Linked DNA regions of Anser cygnoides: all the other regions are linked to region 2. Evidence: chromatin contacts called from public Hi-C data. All regions are on one chromosome and are shown on one strand. The core of a region is the stretch at or near the end of the contact, and the rest is flanking DNA. Distances in the headings are between cores, read along the strand shown. Region 1 overlaps TSC22D1 (TSC22 domain family member 1). Region 2 has its middle 41 kb from the start of NUFIP1. Region 3 holds the start of TPT1 (tumor protein, translationally-controlled 1).

The links. Hi-C and Micro-C count contacts between places; a contact is called where the count stands out from the background.
Region 1: a Hi-C map of liver shows a contact between it and region 2, with 2.9 times the contacts expected there. The contact joins two enhancer-like sites. A contact is called at or near these places in 3 of 7 Hi-C or Micro-C datasets (granulosa cells and liver).
Region 3: a Hi-C map of liver shows a contact between it and region 2, with 3 times the contacts expected there. The contact joins the promoter of TPT1 here to the enhancer-like site in region 2. A contact is called at or near these places in 2 of 7 Hi-C or Micro-C datasets (both in liver).

Annotation. Positions count from the first base shown.
Region 1 is chr1:181,351,631-181,354,934 of Taihu_goose_T2T_genome, reverse strand. The region is part of intron 2 of TSC22D1 (TSC22 domain family member 1); the gene reads left to right. Among named protein-coding and RNA genes, the nearest start is that of TSC22D1, 59 kb to the left of the region's middle. Within about 2 kb of position 1,789, at least 2 of the 3 cell types and tissues checked have open chromatin away from gene starts, as enhancers often do. A contact at or near this core is called in liver, where this site is marked.
Region 2 is chr1:181,500,995-181,504,102 of Taihu_goose_T2T_genome, reverse strand. No RefSeq gene overlaps it. Among named protein-coding and RNA genes, the nearest start is that of NUFIP1, 41 kb to the left of the region's middle. Within about 2 kb of position 1,377, at least 1 of the 3 cell types and tissues checked has open chromatin away from gene starts, as enhancers often do. A contact at or near this core is called in liver, where this site is marked.
Region 3 is chr1:181,677,482-181,680,990 of Taihu_goose_T2T_genome, reverse strand. TPT1 (tumor protein, translationally-controlled 1) reads left to right here and starts at 1,419. Exons shown (of 6, transcript XM_066988516.1): 1 at 1,419-1,590; 2 at 1,757-1,830; 3 at 2,189-2,379; 4 at 3,101-3,206. The coding sequence starts at 1,563.

The DNA of each region.
Region 1 (3,304 bases), core at 540-3,039, 150 kb after region 2:
GTAGAAGCCAAATAGGTGATGTAATTTTTAAAATATAACTTAATATAAGGTATGTTCTGAGGAGTTGTCTGCTGTACTCCTGGAGCTGTTTTTCATGGGCCATACAGTCTCTCCTGCTTCTCATATCCTGGAGTTAAAATATTTCGGGAACCAGTTGCAAGTTCATCTAATGTTTTATTTTTCTTTCTGCTATTTCAGAAAATCACTTACTCTGTTTTAGTTCCTGGAAGGTGATCGCAAGCGTAAGGCCTTTGCTGATCTAAATTGCAAGGCCTTTGTAAGGTCTGCACCATTCTTCTGCTGAGTGCTCTTGAGCGTTGTGGTGGTCTTGCCAGGGCAGTAGTGCCTGTGAATTCTGAGTTCTGTCTTCTCTTGTTGAATTGCTTCAGAAAGCCATGAGCAACCTGATGTGATTTTGAAGTTAACCCTCATCTGAGCAGGAGGTTGGTCTAGATAGAGAACCTTTCCAAGCTGATTTTTTTTGTTATTCTTTGGTTGGTGGTACCAGACTACTTTGTGCTACATTGTACTTCACTTAGTGGTTTCCGAGGCCTACATTTCAGCTAATTTCCATGATTGTTTTTTTAAATTGGTCTGCCATGTCATTACTTGTTCCCATACATTGAAGGTATAAACTTCAGTTCTCTGACTTGTCAAGCCTCCAGCAAAAGGCATTTATTTGGTCAATTAAGAATATTTGTACTTCAGTATTCCTGTTTCCTGTGCCCCATGTTTTCCAGTGTATCCCAGCTGAGGTCTTTTTTCAGAGTTTTCTTGTAATTTCATCCAAAGTAGATGGTAGCAGAGAACTCAGCTACTTGAGTACTTAAGGAAGCTAAGGTAATTCATTGAAATAATTGAATAAAATATTGATTTAATAATTAAAATCATAAATACAGTTTTGACCAGAAAACCCATGGAGTCTACATGCAGTATTGGAACTACAGTAGTAGACAAAACTGTAGCTTGGCACAATAACAAAAGATTTAGACTCTTGTGTCAAATTCTGTTATGACAGTTGATTACTAAATCTGGAAGTGTAGATTTTATAAAATGCCTGTTTTCCATCGAGTTCACAATCTTGCGGGCAGTGCTTTCTGCAGAATACCACGTTCTGTGCGTGTAGAGGTGAGTCAGCTTAGAAGGGGGTACAGGAGCCCCAACAGGCCATGGTTTGATCTTGTTGTGTATTGTTACCTCTATGATGTCCTCAGTCATTTGCAGTTTGTGAATTGGATTCCTGGGCATATGGATCTCCAGAATTGAGTGGGGTGATTCAGTTCGAGGTGATCCCAGATCATCTTTAATGATGCTGCCTTGTCTTACGAGCTGTCACGCTGCTGGGCTGAGTAAACTAACAATAGTTGCCATTAATGCTTGACCTGGCAATGTGTGTGTTCTGCCTCTTCAGAGAGAAGGCCAGCTTCCTAACAAAGCAGTGCTGACATCACTTCTGCACGAGTGATGCTTTTGGCAGTTGAAGAACAAGTCTTTGCCATGTTGGCTGATGCTCTATTAAAACAAACAAACAGGGAAAAAAAAAACACAAGAGGGGGGAGACCAATACCCACAAGCGTTTTGGTGTTTGTAAAGGGAGAAACTCTGAATAGATACCAGCATGGTGGAAATGATTGTGTGTTGCAGTACTTTTAAGCATGCTGGTTTTTTTGTAAGGAAGTGTTTTTTTTTTTTTAAGAAACATGAAGTCTGATTGTAAAAGTGCATTCTGGTATTTTAGCAGTAAACACTCTCAGAAATTAAGATTCCCTAAAATCTGGCTGTTTTGACATACCAGCCCTGTGTGTGTACGTACCTGTACCTGTGTGTATTTTCACAAGCTGGGTTCAGCTCAGAGTTACTCCGTCCCTGGGAATAGTGGCAGGAATTCAGGGTCCCAGTGCATGACATCTTGCAGCCTTAATATTTGCTCAGAGGTAACTGCCAGTGAACAAGTTCAGATGTGCTGACGGGGAGCACAGTGACCCTTTGGCATCCTCTGTTAAAACAACGAGTTATTTTTGTCGTATCTTGTGAATCTGGCTCAAAGGATAAGGGTCGTTTCTCAATAAAGCTGCAACACCGTGGGCATGTGCTTTGTTGTGGGTAAACTAATGACCTCCTAGCAATGGAAAGTAATACATTTGGAGGAGTTTAGTTAGTTACTTTAGTCTAGAAGGGACATTGGCTTTGCAGTGGGGGAAAAAATTAGTTTTAAATGTTGTCACCAGTGTTTTGAAAGGGGAAGAGAACAAGGTGTCTCTTACTCGGTTATGCCTCCGTAAAATGAAATGCTCTTTTCCTTTCATCAGCACCAGTATCTTGCTCCCCTTGCCTGTCACGGATCAGAGGATTGAGGGAAGGAAGTGTTCTGTTACCTTTGTTCAACTCACCCAAGAAAAACCTTGTGAGCTCCCAGCCTGTTTCAGATCCCTCTCCTTGCGCCTCTGTGCAAGTCAGCCCCTAGGACTCGAAGCTGCCATGGCTTCCTATCCTTAGAGCCAGGGGGACGTTTGTGGGGGCTCCTCCTTAAACATTTACTCTGAAAGCCACCACATTTCTGGTCCCTGAGCTCTTTTACAGTCCTGAAAGTGTAGGAAAGCGTACCTGAGCCCTGCAGCCACCCACATCCCATTTCTCGGCGCCTTACCGAGAGGGGCTCAGTGACAGGGGCACCCACATGGGCACCTAAACGCTTCCTCAGGTTTTCTCCTGCCAGTTTTCCACTGGGATATTCTGTGTGTTTTCCCTCTGCTACCGAGCCAGCTTCAGCGGGCTGTACGAGGTGGCAGCGAGGGGCTGGCGGCAGTGTCAAGGGCCGGGCGCTGCGAGCTCTGAGGTGACCAGGACAGCCGAGGGGCTTGAGCCTCGCCTCTCCCTTCTCCTTACCTCCTGCTAAGGCGGATTTATATATATATGTAAATAAAACATATTTGTATGCCTCCCACCTGGCGGGGGCTGGCCGCGGAGGGGCGCCAGGCACCAGGCGAGGCCGGTCCCCGAGCGCTCCCTGGCGGCCCCGGCTCCCCCGGCCGCGGCCGCCAGGTGGCGGGGTTGGGCCGCGCCTGGGCCCCGCTCCCCCGGCCGCGGGGCTGCGGCGGAAAACAAACGGAAACCCTGCGGCCTCGTCCCTCAGAGCAGCCTTATTAGCCTTCTGAGCCATTGATTCAAGTTTTACGCTTAAATGATGTATTTTGGCGGAAACAGGATTAAGACCGAAGAGCATCTGACAGGCAGGAGGAGCCGTGACGGCTTCGGTCAGCAGCCACCCGTGCCTGCGTGCGCTGAAGACAGCGGCGGGGTTTGG
Region 2 (3,108 bases), core at 128-2,627:
AAAGATGACTGAGTCCTCTGCTGGTTGGCTCTGAAGCTGGGAGCAGGTACTACCAAGCAGTGTCTGTGCATGGTGTGTTGTGTGCGCAACGCTTGTCAAGGCCTCTGGAGTTTGTGAGTGAGGACAGGGAAGGAACCAGGGAGGTTTTGCTCCACGAATAACTCAGTGGAAGAGCCCATGCTGTAAAATAAGGCTAAATGAAAAATTACAGGGTGAATTTGGCCTCATATTCATGCACAGATAATTTGTTGCTTGAACAGAGTTGGCTGAATATAAACAAGTCTACAATGCACCTCATTAATTGGAGCTATTTTTCCTGCAAGCCCCATGGAAATATGAAGTGGTTTTGCTTTGCAATTTGTGATATAGTTTGCTATTAGATGCGCTCAGTTTAATTGTGGCCATGCGTCTCATTCTGGAAGCTTTCACAGCCACTGCGTAAAAATAGCAGAGGCCAGCAGAAGCCAGCCCCCCAGCCCAGGTGTGCTCCTCCATTTGCTGCCTGCTGCTGGAGCAGATGGGTGTGTGGGGTGGACGGGTGGCCCTGAGAGGCGTTTTGGGACAAGTGGCTTTCTTCTTCCAGTAGCACCACATGGGGTAGGAGGTCTCTGGTTTTGACTGCATGGAAAGTCACGATGCCCTGCCTGACCTTCGTCCAGCTTGGGCTTTCCATCCGTAGTCACAGTGACAGACCCTACATCTCTGCTCAGGCGTACTGCCTAATATTAATCATATCTGACCGTTTTATGCACTAATCCCATGACCTCCCAACGATGAGATCATGCTGGGCTGCCATATATCAAACCCTCACATCAGCCTGTTGTTGACTTTGGCCATAGGGAGCCAGAACAATGAAACGAAAACATTTCCAACCTTGACATGCCGGGGCTTAAGACAGTGACTTAAAACATTTCCCCGTACCAGGGGGCACAAAGATTTCTCTTTAAATGTACTGTTTATTTTAATCCGCATGCTTCAGAGCGGGCAGAGACCTACGAGGGGGTAAAGGCCAAAGCTGATTAGGAGCCAGATGAGCTTGCCCAACTCAGAGATCTTTGTTTTGATCACAGGATAGAGTTGCCACATCCCCAGCCATAAAAGGCTGCTACTTGGCACAACCAAAATAGACCTGCACAGCCATCGAATTGTTGAGTTTGTTGATCACACTGTTGATCAGAAATCTGAATGCGAGCGATAAAGGGATCACCTAGTCTTTTCGAAGCACTCCAGTCTCGGTGCTGCATGTGGCCAAAAAGGGTGAACAGGAATGTGAGTTTGGGAACATGAAAATAGCCACCGAATATTTTAGCACAAGCTGGCACCTCTGTTTGCCCTTAGGGCCATGGCTAGTGCTGCTGTGCTGCGAGGAGCACACCTGAAGCAGCTTCAGGATGTTAAGGAACCCGCGACAGAGGATGAATTTGTGGCCTTACAGACTGCAGTGCGAGGGGCAGCTCTCATTCATGAGGGAAGCAACAACGCAGAGATATCTGAGGGAGAAGGTGCCCAGAGACCTTATCTGTACGAGTCAAAGGCACGCACAGCTCTGCGGTGATCTGTGAACTCAGTGACACTTGGCAGCGGGAAGCTTCACCAGCTCCTAATCCAGCTTTGGCACGGCGGACCCGTTGAGTAGTCTCTTGACCAAGACCTTCCGACCGCTGTCTCCGCACATGAGAGCAGCACGTCCTGGAGGACATCAGAGCAATCGCACAGCACATATTTCTCAAGGACACGCACTGTGATGACACATGTCACCCAGTGTCATCTGCGCCTGAAAAAATACGGCCTTCAAGTGTAAACACTTGGCAGGAACAACAGCACAGGCTCAAATTTAGACAGGAATAATTTATGCTGCGCAGACCCCAGCTTGCTGGAAGGGGGCATGCACTCTGGAAGGCAGGGAGGAAAATGTGTTGCTAATTTTGCTAGACAACTTCTTCCCTCCCCTCGTTTTCATTTTGCAGTTGCCAGCCTCCCTGGTTTCTCTTAAAATAGAAACATCTGAAGTTTGGCCTTGTGTAACTTGTGCTGGGGGCCTGCGGGGAGGAGGAGGGGACGAGTCCCCTCTGTGTGGTGTGTCGGTCAGCCTCTTGCAGAAGCTCTGCTGGCAGTTGCACCTCATCTCGCCACCTGCCTCCAGCATCTCACCCCCTTCCCGTTCCCCTTCTCCTGCCCCAGCTTCGGGCCAGTTTGAGGACTTCCCTGCCCTCGTCCCACCATCCCACAACGCTGCTGTCGGCAAGGTGTGGAGCTGCCGGCGACCACCACGTAATGGGGGACTACGTGGGACTGGGCAATGCTGGGGCACCCGGACCAGCAGCCCGAGGAGAAGCTCGAAGCGGCGGGCCAGAGGGGTATTTCACGGCGGTGGAAGCGTCTCAGCTCCAGCCGGGCTCTCCCTGCATTTCAATGAGCCCGTTATTGTTGCTGTTTGTTTGCAGTTAATCTCTCCACGCGGTATTAGCTTGGAGAGGCACGGCTCCGTCATGTTGCCATGCTACTGAGCTCAGCGAGCTAGCCGTGAGGCGGGGCCAGGCTGTGCCTCCAAATAGTTCAAGTGCTTTCCAATCCCCGAGCGATGACCCGTGTAATGACTGGGGTGCTCCTTAGTCCTCCCTCCCACTGGGAATCTCATTACCCCTCAGTATGGATGAGAAACTCAGTTTGATTTCTGCTTTTCTGGGGAGGATACGTAGAGAGAACCTGCAGGAGGGTCCATGGGACTTTTTTTTGCAAGGAGGGCTTATTTCCATCTTTATTTGGGGAAAATGCAGGGAACCCTCAGAGGTGTAGAGCCGTCAGTGGCGAAGCCCGTGGGTGCTATTTCAGAGCCCGGAGCGGCAGCGCAGCCTTCCCTGGGGTGACACTGTGCAGTTGTGCATCACGTAGGAGCTGCAGCCCATGGGACCATCTCCCCCACAGTCACACAGCAGCTCTGCCTGCCCCATCCCAGTGTCCCAGGGACACCCACAGGACAGTTCTCTGGAGGGGGCACCCTGTCCCGTAGGTGATCTGGGGGCTGCTGTTTCTCGGAAGGGGTTGCAATGCAGCCATGAGGTCATCAGGCTAAATTCTGTCCAAGCCACGTCCTATGTAATTTTCTAG
Region 3 (3,509 bases), core at 170-2,669, 180 kb before region 2:
CAGGAGCCTTGACCTATTTAACTGATGCATTTTAAACAAAAATCTCCCATTTCATGGCTGCAAGTCTGAATGTAGAGCTGCAGGAAAAGCCACCTGGAGGTCCATTTACTCTACCAGGAGTGCCAGAGGGTTTCTACCCTGACTCCAGTAAACAGGCAGTCACCGAATTTATACGAGGTTTCGATGCTACTATAGAAATATTCATTTTTTTCTAGAACAATCTCTTCAAAATGAAACCAAGCCGACGCACACCTACAAAGTGGATGTTTTTAGCTGCATATTAAGCTGCGGAGAAGGAGCCAAATGTTCTCCCGTCACTCAGCCCACTGCTAAAGATGTAAGCTGCTCTTTTTCCACTGTGGCAAGGCTCGCAAAGAAAGGGAATAGTTCTTATCAGGCCATCTGACACCGATTAAAAACACAAGTTTGGGGGCAGAAGCCCCTTCCTCAGGTCTGAAGTGGCCGTAGTAGTCTTGAAAGCAAAACATGGTGGAGAACAACCACTTATAAATTCAGATTATGTAAGCAGCTAGACCATCTAAAAAAAATTAAAAAAAAAAAAAGAAAAAAGGAATGAAAGAAAAAATAAAAGGCACTGATATATGGAGCAAAGGAAGGGATAGCAGGGGAGGAGGAGGAGATATAAAGAGGAGCTCTTCTGACCCCCACAAAGAAAGCAATGAGTAATTTACTGCCTGAGGAGGGTGAGGGACAGAGAAGTGCATCCTGTGAGGAGGATGAGGGACAAAGAATTGCATCCTGTGCCCTGCTATTCCGTATATCAATTCTGTGATTCCGATATCTCTGTCACGTCTGGGACTGTTGGCAGCATTAGGTGTTTTAAGTCCCATGATGTCTTCTGAAGGTTTTTTGTCAATGTCCCCTAAGAATCAGGGCTCAAGGGAGGTCTACATTTATTTTGATGGAGATAAGGTGATGCATGGAGGTGTGCGCAAGGGTGGTAAAACAAAGCCTAGGGCAGCATTACTGCCCTTATTATCCTGCCTTTCACCTCAGCCTGACTGCTGCGCCTAATCCTTGGAAGAAAAACAACATTTTTCTCTCTTTCCCCAGTCAGTCCATCAACAAGAAATGGCGTGTCTGTGTGCAAACCGACGTATCTGAGGGAAAAGGGAAAAGTAGTGGTAGGAGGAGCCTAACAACCTCTCAATCATTATTTTATTTAAGTATTATAATTTAATTAAATTATTATAATTTAATTATTATGACCGTTTATTGTTATTTTCAAAACACGGCCGAGCCCCTTGGCGAAGGGCATCGCCGTCAAGGGGGGGGGGGGGGGGGGGGTGTCACGAAATGGCGGCCGCGCGGGGGGCGCGCGCGCGCGTGCGCGGCGGGGTACGGAGGGCGGGCGGGCGGAGGGGGGGGCGGGAGCGCGCATGCGGCGCGGTGACGCGCCGGGGCCGTGCCCGCTATATGAGCCCCGGCAGGCGCTGACTCGGCCCTTTCCGCCTCGCTGCCGGCCGCCCGCCGCCCGCCGCCGCCGCGCAGAGCACTCCGGCCGCTCCTGCCCTTCCCTCCGCCTCGCCCCCGCCGCCGCCATGATCATCTACCGGGACTGCATCAGCCGTAAGGGGACGGGGGGGGGGGGGTGAGGGGGGAGAGGGTGAGGGGACGGGGAGCGGGCCTGGGCCGGGAGCGGGGCCGCGCATGCCCGCGGGGGGGGGGGGGGGCCCGGCCCCGAAATGGCGGCGGCTGACGGGCGCTGTGTGTGTGTGTGTGTGTCTCACCACAGAGGACGAGATGTTCTCGGACATCTACAAGATCCGCGAGGTGGCGAACGGCCTGTGCCTGGAAGTGGAGGGGAAGGTGAGTGGGCCCACGGCCTTCTTTTTGGGGGGGAGATGGGGTGGGGAGAAAAGGCTGGGTTTTGTTGGTTTTTGTTTGTTTTTTTTTTTGGGGGGGGGGGGGGGGGGGGGCAGTTCGAGGGGTGCCTCAGAGGGGTTGGGGGGGACACAGAGGGACCGCAGCCTGTAATAGGGCTGTGGCCAGGCCCCAGGAGGGGAGCCTGGCCCAGGGACACCCCGCTCGGGCTGCAGTCTGTGTTCTTGCCTCTAGCTGTGGCTCTGAAGTCATGCCCTGCTGTCAGGCCGTAGATGTGTAAGAAGAGCAGGAGTGTCGAGGTTTTTCGCAGAGCCTTGAAGTTTTTTGATGTCTCTAAATCTAGATGGTCACCAGGACAGAGGGTCAAATTGATGACTCTCTAATTGGTGGCAATGCCTCTGCTGAAGGTCCTGAGGGAGAGGGAACAGAAGCCACGGTCATAACTGGTGTTGACATAGTAATAAACCACCATCTTCAGGAAACCAGCTTTACAAAAGAGTCGTACAAGAAGTACATCAAGGACTACATGAAAGCGTAAGTGCGGGTGGGCTTTTTCTCTGGGTGGGACTGCAGGGTTCCTAGGTGACAGATCTTAAAAATAGCGTTGAGTTTTTTTTCTTAGTAGATGTTAGTTCTGATGCAGGTGCCAAACTGGCTGTGAAATTCGGTGATGTCTTAATACTTGGCAAAACTGAAGCTCTAAAGAATCAATACTGGACTATCTAAGCTTATCTTGGCTGAGGTAGAAGACCAGATCACATGCTTTGGGTAGTATTTGTAACCTTGTTGTTTTCTTTGATTCCTCTGTGCCAAACATTTGTGTGGAGGGGGGTGGGGTGGTAAAGGAGAGCTTCCTGAACTAGACAACTTAAATGTCCAAAGCTGTGTGTAAGATGGAGCTGTTTGCTAGTTCAAAATGTAGTTCCTATTGCTCAGACTTTGGTGGGCTGGCATTGAAGGTGAAAATGCTTTTTCTGTGATGCTGATGGATAATACTCCTGGTGTTCTAGAAATGACTTTTTTTTTGTCTAGCACAAACCCACAAGTAAAATGAGTTTGATGTGAGTGGCAGGCACTGTTCTTCTAATTCACTAGCAAAATGAAAACTTTGTGGGTTGGTTTTCTGGAGGAGTGGTGGGAAACACAACAAGATCAAACAGTGACTGCTGGTAACTTTCTGCTATGATGGGATGCTGCATGATGAAGTCAATAGGCTAGAATGTGCTTTCAAAGCTTGCTTTTTTTTTCCTCCCAGAATCAAAGCCAGACTTGAGGAACACAAGCCAGAGAGAGTAAAGCCTTTCATGACAGGGGCTGCAGAACAAATCAAACACATCCTCGCTAACTTCAAAAACTACCAGGTAACACAACTTGTGTTTCCTTACAGCAGTACTTTGGTAATACAAGCTGAGATTGGTTTGTCTGCTGAACTAGCTTGTTGAGTTCCGAAGCCCCCTGTTTAGGGACATCTCACTTGGACCCTCTCTGAGGGTGTTTGGGGCCCTGAGAGTCAGGGGAGAAATAGTTAGAAGACTTGTAGGTGTTTGGGGATCTTGCTTCAACTTTTGCAGTACTTGTGGTGATAACTACACGCAAAGTTAACTACATGGGAACTGTGGAGTTAAAGATGTGGGAGGTGAATCACTCTGGCCCCCGTTTCCTAC